Linked DNA regions of Mus musculus: regions 1 and 3 are each linked to region 2. Evidence: chromatin contacts called from public promoter capture Hi-C data. All regions are on one chromosome and are shown on one strand. Each heading gives the region's core, a stretch centred on a gene start, on an enhancer-like site or on the middle of the called end of the contact. The rest is flanking DNA. Distances are from core to core; before and after follow the strand shown. Region 1 has its middle 34 kb from the start of Ccl1. Region 2 holds the start of Fndc8 (fibronectin type III domain containing 8). Region 3 holds the start of Gas2l2 (growth arrest-specific 2 like 2).

Region 1 (3,800 bases), core at 927-3,426, 680 kb before region 2:
CACACAAGGGGACATTTTAGACATCTGACCTTTCTCGCCTGTCACAGCCTTGGGAACAATTCACAGTGGCACTGGAGGAACAGGCATTCCCCAGAGCTAAATAAGAATAAGACAGATGTCCTGTGAGAGGCTCAGAAAAGCAGGTGGGAGGAGTGGCTCACTCTCTCTTCTTACCCCATTCCTTTGCCTGAAACAGTTAAGACCTAGCGTGAGACTTGTATTATTGGCTGTTTCTGCTTCCTGGAGACACTCCGTAAATGTATTGCTTGCTATGCACTGACTTTGCTGGGATTAAAACAAGTGCCTCTGGCCTCTCACCAGCACCACCGCCTCAAAGGGGAGACAGTATTTCCAGGAAAAAGAAGCTCACAGTCAAAATATTAAGATAATTATAGAACTCACACATTTCAATAGAAAAGTTTCTTTCAACTTCATTGATGTCTGGGAAACCGAACACTATAGGGTAGAAAGAAAGGGGTCCTTGACTAGTATTGGGAAAACATCTTGTGTCACATGCCTAGAAGTGTCACATAAGCCATTTTGCTCAGGTCTCACGTCTGTCCTTTCCCAGGAGTTGTCACCGCATTCTACAAGCAGGAAGCTGAGGCTAAGTCACATGAGTGTCCAAAATACCCAAAGTGTGAGGGATTTTAACCCGGACCTGGGCTCTGTAGAGGGACCGTCAAAGTCTCTTCCTGATTGTAGGAATGTGCCCAAGTCCCTTTGCTTCTCTGATTTTCAACGTTCTCTTTTGCTTAGCTTGAATAACAATTATCTCCAAGTCTCAGGAGGCTGTGAGGGCATTGTAAGTGCACATGGTAACCACAGACACTGGGGGCTTATTTGAATCATTTTTGTCTGGATGCTCTTTTTAACTGCTAGACACTCCTTTTTAACTGTTCTGTTCTTTTAGTAAAATGTGGTCACTTTTTCCTTCCCACATGGTGCAGGAGCAAACCATTTATATCACAGCTTTTGCTTTTGAAATAGGAAAGGTCTACCCACATGGTCTAGAAAGGAAGAAATGATCAGGGCCTGGAATCGAATTCTGATCTTTAGCAGAGAGATCAAAAGGAGAGTGGGCTTCTTTGCATGGTTCAGTTCTCTAGATGTTCTGAAGGACTCAGGAGCTGACATAGGAAGACCCCTACCCTGAGACTCGATCTCATCTAGAAAGAATCGCAAGCAACAGTTGGAATGTTAAGTAGAAAGTGTGTTTTTCTAACTAACTGAACAGCAATAGGATGAGATATCATAGAATTCTGAAGACCTACCAATATGAAGGCATGCTGGCTGGGGAAATAGCTCAGTTGGTAAAGTGCTTCTCATGAAAGCAAAGGGAGCGGGGTTCAACCCCAGCATCCATTCAAGAAGCTAGGTGTGATAGTGCATACTTAGAATCTCAGCACTGGAGAGGTAGAGACAAGACAGAGGGTGCCTGGGGTTTTCTGGCCTGCCAACCCAGCTCCAGGTCCCAGTGAGAGACCTCATCTCAAAAAACAAGATGGGTGGCTCTGAAGGAACAATGTGAAAAGCTGCTATCTGGCCTGTACACACACACACACACACACACACACACACACACACACACACACACGGACCCACCAACAATAATAATATATTATAATAAATAGTAATAAAGGCATGAATAACACACACACATACACAGCATTTGTGAAATGCTGGCTTTATACACAACAATAAAGAGACCACAAAGCAGTTGCATGAGGCCTTGACAGCCATAAGTCTGTATAATCAAAGATAGGGAGAGCCAGGGAACTGGGCTGACGCTAAGGGACTGTGGGCAGCTTTGAGACTTTCTCTGAAGCTATAGTCTTTCAAAAGAAAAGGAAATATTGAGAGTAGAACCATTTTCTGCATTTATATTTTTTTTAAAAAATCACATCATGAAAATCTCTTGTTCTTCTGTAGAAAATGAATCTAAAAGTCTTAGAGAGATGCACCTTGCCTATACCAAAGTACAGAAGACCATGCATAGCCACGTAAACTTCCAGGAAGGGGAAGCCCTTGCTAATTAGGAACTGTGCAATGATTGACAGGAGAAAGGACCTATGTTGTGCCAAATATTATATAGCTGGCTTCCCATGCTGTCTTTATAAAGTAGGTGACACGTCATCCACTTTCGCAGATAAGGAAATGAGGCTCAGAGATACAAACTGACATCCAGGCATCATCACATAGCTGGTGGGTGTGGCTGCCACCTCCCCACTTTCTGATGGTTACCACTGATAGCCACAGTCAGACACAAGATTGGTGGCTTCTGAGGGTTTCCTTTCTCTGTCAGTCTCACACTCCTCCTCTGTACAAGGGGGCGGGGAGACCCTCTCTTCCCCTTATGAGGTGCAACTCCCTCCCTCTACCCAGGCCAAGATCAGCACTGTGTCGCATCTGAGCCACAGCCTCTGGCATGTGCTGGGTGGGAGGAAAAGATGAGCAAAAAGAGACAAGAATTTCCCAGTCTCCCCTGCCTGTGCCCCTGTGACACAGAGACTCCGAGCTGGCATAAAGGGGCCCCAGCACAGGCTGTCAGTTAACTTTCCTTGGCTTTGGTGGAAATGGCATTCCAGTCAAAGGCTCTGTTGTTTGCGATTGATAACTGACTAATGATATCAATGGAATCTTTAAAGGAAGGAAGCAGATGATAGCTAAGAAGATATCCACAGTAATAACGCAATGGGAGTGTCCTCCGAAGCCTGTGTCAACGGCTGGCAGCGAAGGAAAATATGTTAAGTAGATGGAAGAGTGATAGTTACCCTGGGATCCAGCTGCACTGTCTTGGTGCTAACACTAGCCTTTCTGAATCTCTGGGCCACCTGCTGACTGTAGCAGCTCCCTCTCCATCCCAGGACCCCTCCCCAAATGTGCTGGTCAGTTTTAATTGTCAACTGGCATCTGGCAAGAGCAAAGTCTCTGAAATTTCCCAGATCAGACTGGCCTGTCTGTGAGAGATGGTCTTGATTTATGATTGATGAGAGAGAACCCACCCCAGGGTAGTCAATGCCAGACCCAGGCAGGTAGGCACGGTTTCTTCTTCAGTTTCTACTTGAGCTCCTGCCCTGACTGACTTCCCTCCGTGATGGGGCTGTGACTTGGAAGTATAAAGCAAATAAATTCTTTCCTGATCTCAATTGCTTTTGGTCCAAGTGACTTGCCCAGGAACAACAGACAGGAAGTTAGAGCATTCTATACACTGCCATACCACCACTGACCCATTTCATCAGCCACCAGATCCTGATTCCCAGTGTCATTAAATCCCCTTCTTGGCTGCTTCTCTACCCTGGAGGTTACCTTGATTAGGAAGCATCAGAATGACTGGGATCAGAGGCTCAGCCCCAGGCTGCTTGAACCACGGACACCATTCCCTGACTCCCATTAGTCAGTCTCTGCAGACCACCATGAAGATGCTGTGGGCTGAGTCTTCCTTGCCCAAAATGCTTGAGGTCAGAAGCGTTTCAGGCCTCAGGGTTTTAGATTTTGTTTTTGTTTTATTTTAGGAGTAGGGGTTGTGGGTTTTAGAATATTTGCACACACACTGAGATATTAGGTCTGGGACCCAAGTGTTTCACATTTAGCATAGTCATAGGGTTGGTTTATGTCATCTTCTCAGTGTGTTGTTATGTATTGTTGATTATTTTGTTTCTTGGGGCAGGTTCTCAATGATGGAGCCCAGACTGGCCTTTTACTTCTGACCTTCCCATCTAAGCTCCCAGAGTTCTTCAGAGGCCTTTGTAGGTATGCTCTACTATGGCACTGGGTACCTCTGTTTTGTCTATGACCCA
Region 2 (4,250 bases), core at 855-3,354:
GAGCAGGTGCAGGTGATTGGCAGCAGGAATGGCTTAGCCTTGCCACATTTGCCTTTTGCTCTGTTGTCAAACGGGATTAAGGTCTTATTCTACTACCTATCTCGAGCACGCAGGCCCTGATGCAGGACCGACCCCGCAAAGGGCCCAGCACTCAGTAAAATCCTCTGCCTCGGCTCCTGCGAACCCAGCTTCCTCAGAAAGTCAGAGGAAGAGTGCGGCCATCCTGTTAGAGCAAAAGGCCCCGTATGTGTACCACGACCACGGTGCCGACCCCCGGGGTAGTGCCCATGAGGTCACCTGTTTTTATCTTTCGGCCTCTGAGAAGCTGGACGGTCTCCTCGGTGAGGCCCGGGCACAGCCCTGCCCTGAGCATGCCCATAGTCCCTACAAACCCAGGATGCCCTGGGGGCTCTCTGTCACTTGGGCGCTCGCCGAGTCCCCCACTCTGGGCATTCCTCAGTTCTACTTAGGGAAAAGGTCCTGGCGTGCCAGCGCGGGACGAAGGGGCGGGAAGAGGATGCAAGTCGAGGTGAGGGACACTAACCCTTCCCAACTCGCAAGACTCTAGGCGCCCTAGGCCCGCCCCCTCCGGCCGACGCTTCCGGGTTCCGGGACTGGAGCGTCTTTTGTAGGCCAGGCCTGCAGCGCCATCTGCTGACCATGAGGGCAAACACAGAGGCTTTGCGACTCGCGCCAGCCACCTGCAAGCACACCTAGAGCTTACATACATGCACAGAGACACAAGCACACACACCGACACACACACACACACACACACACACACACACACACACACACACACACACACACACACACACACACACACACACACACACACATTTTGTGTGTCCAGCGAGTCTTCCAACGAGTCTCTTGTGTATACCAGCCTCTATTTGCAAAGCTAGGGGACACTCACTCTACCTAACTCAATATTTACAGAGTGAAGCATCCCTGACTTCTAGTAGCATTCTTGTTAGGAAGACAATGAAAGTGGATCAATTCAGATCATTACAGATTGTATGATCAAGCTGAGATCCAGCGAAGTTCACAGAGAGTACCTGTGTCCCTATATTTTCCAAATTTATCAAGTTCTATCTTACGTATATAGATGTTTTGCCTGCATGGATGTCTATGCAATCCTGGCATGCCTGGTACCCAAGGCAGCCAGAGAGAGGGTCAGATCCCTTGGACTGGAGTTACAGATGGTTAAGAGCCACCATGTGGGTACTGGTCTTCTGGGAGAGCAGTCAGTGCTCTTAACCACTTAGCCATTTGTCTAGCCCAACATTTTCCAGAGGTTTTAATGGAAGTAGGGAAATGCTTGAGTATATAAAATACTATTTTGATTTTTTTAACCACATCTAGTGGAAGAAATAAAGCAGTTTTACAAAACCCACGAGTGAGGTTCTATTTCTGCCTGTATTTTGTAGTTGAAGGAATTTGGGCTCAGTAAGATTGTTATTCTTTGATTTATACAGATAGGAAGCACAGAACTGAATCTCCAGTCCATATCCAGCTGCAGGGCTCATTTTTAGAAATATCTCCTCATGTTCACCATTGTCTCTCAATCTTTCAAGGTGTTTGGAATCCTGGCCCTGAAACCAGCTACTCTGTGAGCTACAACCCACAGTAAGCTTTCACTGTGCCTGCGTTACTGGCTATGGTGGGATTTGCTGCTTAGATCCCAGGATAGAGAGCCTTAGAAGTATCAGTAGGCAAAGGCCTTCTCTTCAAAGTCTGGTTGGCTCAGGCCAAGTGGTGTTCTCTGTGCCACTAGCCTGCTACCCCTTCCTGGACAGCTCTAAAGAGGCACAGGCAATTAAGCCTTTTGAAGTCCTCAGAAGAGGACCGAGTAGTTGTGACCACAAACGTGACCTAGAGAGGGTCATGTGTGCTGGAAGGGGCCATCAAGTTTCTTTCTTGGCTCAAGCCCACCCCTAACCCAGGCGTTTGGTCTGTCCAGCTGCACAGCAAACTTCCTATCAAGGGGAGGCTGGCCCCCCGATTGTTACACTCTGTGATGATTGTGAAGTCAGAGCACTGCAAACCTTCTCACCCAAATGAAGGGTGAGACCTTTGCCTCAGTTTTTCTCTGCTTCCTGCCAGCTGGTTGTCCTGGAGGGTGGTGGCAACCCTGCGCCCCACCCACACCAGATGGCGACGGTATTCTGTAAAGTGGGGGGTGGAGAGGAGGCTGTACCGAAGAAGGAAGCCCTCAATGTTATCAATGTGATTGACCAACTGCCAAAGCCCTGTCCAAATCCTAAGTTTATTAACCGGTCCATGGCTACCAAAGGCCTCCTGCTCCCGTCAAGACGCAGCTTGGCCAGCTTCTCAGAGGAAGAAAACACCGATGTCATGTAAGACACGATTTGGGGTCCTCATTTCTAAGGCTGGAGAAGCTTTGCAGCCCACTGTGGTGGGTCCTTCAGGGAAGAACATATCAGGAGGTTCCCCATGCACCCGCCCTGAGCCCCACATCAGTTTTGAGAGGATGTGGGTTCCCCATTCTAGCTGACCTTCCTGGACTAGCCAGGGGGTGCTTCCTATTCTGCTTGCCACTCTCTGCTACCCCTGTCTTCTCTCCCTCATTTCTCTCACTTTAATGCCCCACCTGCCTTCCAGCTGAGGTTCACTGGTCTGCTAAGTCAGTCTGAATTTTCTCTGCTTCATACCACAAAACTCTCTGCTTCCTGGTGAGAAATATGACCCAGCATCAAGTTGGGGGATGCAGAGGTGGGAAACATGGTCCCTGCCTCCAAAAAAAATGTCACGCCTGGTGCCAGTGGTGTCAGAGGTGGGGGGCATCAGACAATAAAGGAGATACAGTACAGCCTGGTAAATGCCGTCACAGGGCAGCTTGAGAAACCAAGGGCTTGGGATAGCTTGGGATATGGTGCAAAAAAGGGAGACTTCTTAGAGGAAGATTTCCAGGGAAACGGTGTGCAGGGTGACTACTGAGGAAATAGTACAATCTCATTGAAGTGACCCGTGAGTGGGCCCTGGGCTTAATCTAATGTTCTGTTAGCACTGTCTTGAGCTACTATGTGGATGCTGGGAATTGAACTCTGTCTTCTACAAGAACAGCCAGTGCGTGCTCTTAACCACTGAGTCATCTCTCCAGCCCCAGACATGAAATCTTTTTTTGTTTGTTTGTTTGTTTGTTTTCGAGACAGGGTTTCTCTGTGTAGCCCTGGCTGTCCTGGAACTCACTCTGTAGACCAGGATGGTCTCAAACTCAGAAATCTGCTTGTCTCTGTCTCCCAAGTGCTGGGATTAAAGGTGTGTGCCACCACCGCCCATCGAAATCTTTTATAATTGCTTTTTTTTTTTTTTTTTTTTTTTTGCTGGGCAGTGGTGACACATGCCTTTAGTCCCAGCACTTGGGAGGCAGAGGCAAGCAGATTTCTGAGTTCGAGGCCAGCCTGGTCTACAGAGTGAGTTCCAGGACAGCCAGGGCTACACAGAGAAACCCTGTCTCAAAACAAACAAACGAACAAAAAAAAACCAAACAAACAAACAAAAATTTGTTTTAGGTATGTGAGTACACTGTCACTGTCTTCAGATACTCCAGAAGAGAACATCAGATCCTGTTCCAGATGGTTGTGAGCCACCATGTGGTTGCTGGGAATTGAACTCAGGACCTTTAGAAGAGCAGTCAGTGCTCTGAACTGCTGAGCCATTTCTCCAGATCCTGTAATTCATTTTTTTAAATTTATTTTTATTTCATATGCATTGGCCTTTTGTCTGCAGGCATATCTGTGTGATGGTGTTGGGTTCTTCAGAACTGGAGTTACAGGCAGGTGTGAGCTGCGATGTGGGTGCTGGGAATTGAACCCAGGTCTTCTGGAACAGAACTGATATTCTTAAGTGCTGAGCCAGCTCTTCAGCTCCAGTTTATAATTTCTTTTTAAAAAGGTTTCATACACCAGGCAGTGATGGTGCATGCCTTTAATCCCAGCACTTGGGAGGCAGAGGCAGGCAGATTTCTGAGTTCTGAGGCCAGCTGGTCTACAGAGTGAGTTCCAGGACAGCCAGGACTACACAGAGAAACCCTGTCTCGAAAAAAAAAAAACAAAAACAAAACAAAACCAAAAGCAAAACAACAAACAACAAAACAACAACAACAATAACAAAACCAACCAACCAAACAAAAAGTTTCATACTTAATTTTTACTGGGATCCACAGACTGTGTGCTGGTTAGAGAGAAATGTGTCCATTCTAGGTCACCATTAGCTATTGTGACCTG
Region 3 (3,670 bases), core at 885-3,384, 540 kb after region 2:
CGCCGCCACACCGAAGCGCCAAGCGCGGCGACCCAGCTCCAGCAGACACAGTACCACGCTCTTCACGTTCTTGCGGAGCACTAGGTCCTCTGTCTCGAACATCAGCACCTCTGGTGTGGGACAAAGGAGAGCAGGGGACACGGGTGGCTTGAGTACCCCTCTGGAACCCATCCCAAGGCAGGGGTAGCGGGCACAGGAGGGCGGCTCGGGTCTCAGCATCTCAGGTTGAGGAAGCTCTTAGAAGGAAGGGATCCACACAAGGCAGCCAGGCTAACTGCAGGAGCAGGTGAGTATTTGGAGCCTAGCTGATCCTAGGACCAAAGGAAACCGCTCCTTATCCCGCTCTCCCTCCCGTGATCCACTTAACCAATGAGAAGATCCCAGGAGCAGAAAGCAGTTTCTCTGTTAGCCATCTTCCGGACACCCTAAACTTAGCTCTAGATAACCAGGCTAGCTTGACTATAGACTTTGACTACCTGACCCTATAGGGCTCAGTCCAGGAATCTCCTGTGGCTATGTGACCCCCAAGCTAGTTCCAGAGCTCCGGTGTTCATCTGAAAAATGTGGGTGTGGTCTATCTCAACTGAAAGCAGCAGTTGTTTGTGGGTATGGTCCTGGGAATGGAACCCAAGGCCGTACATAAGCTGTAACATAAGCTACATCCTTAGCTTTGATTAACCTTTGATCCAGCCCCTTGCCTCCTTCTACCAGCCCGGAGTCCAAACTTGACCCTTTCCCTGTCTCCTCCCACTTACTTTTGGCCTGGAGAATTGTGCAATCACACCTAATCCCATTCCTGGGTTCAAGGCCAAAAGCTGTCACTCTCTGAGCCCTGAGAGTCCCTGCAGGACTATGCCTTTCCCTATAGACCTCCCGCCTTGAGCTTCCTTCCCATCCTTTTAGTCAAGTCAACCTGTGGGTCACAACCCCTGGAAGGTCACCTATCAGATATCCTGCATATCAGATATGTACATTATAATTTATAACAACAGCAAAATTACAGCTATGAAATAGTAGTGAAAATAAGTTTATGGTTGGGGGTCACCACAAGATGAGGATCTGTATTAAAGGGTCTCAGCATTAGGAAGGTCGAGAACCACTGTTTCGGTCCTTCCTGCTCGATGGCCAGCCCATCCCAGTTATCCACCTACCTTGTGCTTTGCCACTGCTCCCTGACTAATTAATCTCCTCTCCCAAACTTCTCTCTTTGGTTCAAATCTCCTCCCTCTTGTTGCCCTTGCTGGTGCCCACTACTGTGTCATCAGACTGATCATTGTCATTCTAGATCCCATATTGTATATTGTATACCTTTGAAACACACATCTCCCTGGGCTGTAATCTCTTAATCTACTTAGCTGTCTGCCTTCCTAGACCATGCATTCCTGGGCCCTCGGGCCCTATTCTCCTCAGTTCTAAGAACCTAGCATGCACTGGAAACAGAAGAGGCAATGCATGGATTTCATCATTGGTGGATATCTACTGGTCATCAGTGTGTATTTACTAAGGATTTACTGTGAGGTGGAGAACCTGATGCTTCTCTAAGCTACTGCACGGAAAATCTACAATACCTCAACTCCTGTCCCCCAGGTCTAACTTAGCTTAAGCCTCTGAGTGATTCGTGCCCCTGTAATATAAAGGTCTGAGATCGTTGCGTTACCTTGGATCCCCATCTCCTTGCGACACCACTGGATGAAGTTGGAGATGTTGTCCCTGGCCTGGAAGGTACCCGGCTGAGCAGCCCCATTGCAGAAAACTCCAGCCTGGGGCATGGGAATCTTTTGAGCTCGCTCAGGTGCCTCAGCCAGGAAGGCCAGAGCAGCCTCCGTGACAGTGTTGGCATGCCGGCACAACACCAGGCCAGTCTCCAGCACCCGCAGGAAGTTGTCTGCATCGATGTCCAGCCCGTACAGATCCCGAAGCCACTCAGCCAGGTCTTCCTTCATGGCCTCCAGGTACTGCTCGCTGGACTTGAAGGGCCGGATGCTGCGCACAGGAGGTCCTGGGGTCCTGGGTCTCCTCCCATGTCCCACATGCTGAGACATGACTGGAACTCAAGTGTGGGAGGAAGTAACAACCTCCTGTCCCCCCACTGTTGTCTCTTTACTTCTGCTACCTGCTAGTCAAGGTCCTGGCCCAGTTCTCCTTGATTCAATGGGTCCCCCTCTACCCTCTGAGAGCCCAGGGGCTCTGCGGCTTGCTATGGGCTTCAGCCTCTGGGCCAGGCCCAGCCCCCACTGCCCACATTCCTCAATCCCTGCCTGAACTTTTCTTTGGTGGCTTGCAGCGACCTCACTCTCAGCTGCCTAGTCCCAGAGTTCAGCGCTTCTGGGACTGGTGAAAGTTGAGGGTACTCCTCTCTTCCCAGGGCAGGTCATCTACTGCCTCCGGACCGCCACCATCACCGTCACCGTCCAGGGAGCCAGAACAAGCAAGTAGGCTCTGGCCCGCTGCTCTGCTCTGCTCAGCTTTCCTTCCTCTCCTTGGAGACGCCGCTGCTACAAACACTCCTTGTTAACCCTTCCTTCCTTCCAGCAGCCTGTGTGCCTGAGCACAGGGAGCCGGCCAGAGAGGGTGGGACTGGGTTCTCTCTCAGTTGACTCCTTGTGGGGGACTTGAGGGGAAGCTGAGGGAGACGTTCCGGGGCTGGGGCTTAAGGATGGGCGAGCCCTGGAAATGAGTGAGCGCGGAAGAGACACAGCAATAGAGCCCAAAGACGGGAGTTTTGCCCTATATTCCTCTGGAGGTGGCATGCAAGCCCCGATCTCTCTGTGCCTAGTTTGTCAACTGTCAAATGGGAAGGACAATGTCTGTCCTTCTAGGGTAAGGAACAAGGGAATAGTGTGTGTATGTGTGTGTGAAAACATCAGAATACCCAGCCTGGGTGAACCCCGGCTCTCACGGGCTCTCCCAGCAACCCTGTCTGAACACCGTGATTCCCATCTGCTCTGGAGAACTTGATTCATCCGTGTGATTCTTCTAGAACAAGCTCACCCCATGGTCACAGCAATGCATTCATTCAACAACGATTTCTTCTCTCTTTTCCTCTCTCCTCCTCCTCCTTTTTTCCCTCCTTCTATGTTTTTTTGTTTGTCTGTTTGTTTGTTTTTTTGTTTTTTTTTTTTTTTGGGTTGGGGGGGACAGTGTTTCTCTGTGTAGCCCTGGCTGTCCTGGAACTCACTCTGTAGACCAGGCTGGCCTCGAACTCAGAGATCTGATCACCTCTGCCTCCAAAGTGATGAAATTAAAGGCACACCCCACCATCGCCTGGCTAACAAAGAGTTCTTAAGCCTCTACTATGTACCAGATGCTATCATGGAGCTTAGAATACAGCAACAAACAAAACCATCACTGCCTGAACTCATGGAGGCTACATATATGTTACATGTATGTTACTGGGTGATGGGTGGTAGATGAACAAAGAAGTCTGGTTCAGAATGCTGGCACACCCCCATAATCTCAGTAACTGGGAAGTTGAGGCAGGAGGATTGAGGGTTCAAGGCCAGCCTACATAGCAAACTCAAGTCCAGATTGGCATGCATGGTAAGACTCTGCCTCAATAATCAAGACAAAACAAATAACAACAGAATAAATGTGTAGTCAATCAGGCAGTGATAAATACCAGGGGGATACAGGAGACGAGAACGGTGGCTTTAGAGGAGGTGACACCATC

The links. Promoter capture Hi-C pulls out the DNA fragments that hold promoters and counts their contacts.
Region 1: a promoter capture Hi-C map of the HPC-7 cell line shows a contact between it and region 2, with 10 times the contacts expected there. The contact joins the enhancer-like site here to the promoter of Fndc8 in region 2. A contact is called at or near these places in 19 of 39 promoter capture datasets (the 3T3-L1 cell line, 3T3-L1-derived adipocytes, the C10 cell line and 11 more), 8 of 484 Hi-C or Micro-C datasets (B cells, CD4 T cells, CD8 T cells and 5 more), 8 of 115 datasets of contacts at active chromatin or transcription factors (T-cell acute lymphoblastic leukemia, embryonic basal ganglia, embryonic forebrain and 5 more) and 2 of 9 other capture datasets (macrophages and pancreatic islet).
Region 3: a promoter capture Hi-C map of embryonic stem cells shows a contact between it and region 2, with 2.8 times the contacts expected there. The contact joins the promoter of Gas2l2 here to the promoter of Fndc8 in region 2. A contact is called at or near these places in 14 of 39 promoter capture datasets (3T3-L1-derived adipocytes, the C10 cell line, the HPC-7 cell line and 7 more), 1 of 15 datasets of contacts at CTCF or cohesin (embryonic stem cells), 5 of 484 Hi-C or Micro-C datasets (the Ba/F3 cell line, the N1E-115 cell line, embryonic stem cells and 1 more), 2 of 115 datasets of contacts at active chromatin or transcription factors (embryonic stem cells and stem cell-derived neural progenitor cells) and 1 of 9 other capture datasets (liver).

What each region holds. Positions count from the first base shown.
Region 1 is chr11:82,212,350-82,216,149 of GRCm38.p6, forward strand. No RefSeq gene overlaps it. Among named protein-coding and RNA genes, the nearest start is that of Ccl1, 34 kb to the left of the region's middle. Within about 2 kb of position 2,177, at least 33 of the 459 cell types and tissues checked have an H3K27ac peak or open chromatin away from gene starts, as enhancers often do. A contact at or near this core is called in CD8 T cells, the HPC-7 cell line, the MNK3 cell line and 1 more, where this site is marked.
Region 2 is chr11:82,890,041-82,894,290 of GRCm38.p6, forward strand. Fndc8 (fibronectin type III domain containing 8) reads left to right here and starts at 2,105. Exons shown (of 4, transcript NM_030224.1): 1 at 2,105-2,360. The coding sequence starts at 2,155. Rad51d (RAD51 paralog D) reads right to left here and starts at 584. Exons shown (of 10, transcript NM_011235.4): 1 at 298-584. The coding sequence starts at 379.
Region 3 is chr11:83,427,387-83,431,056 of GRCm38.p6, forward strand. Gas2l2 (growth arrest-specific 2 like 2) reads right to left here and starts at 2,135. Exons shown (of 6, transcript NM_001013759.2): 1 at 1,658-2,135; 2 at 1-110. The coding sequence starts at 2,042.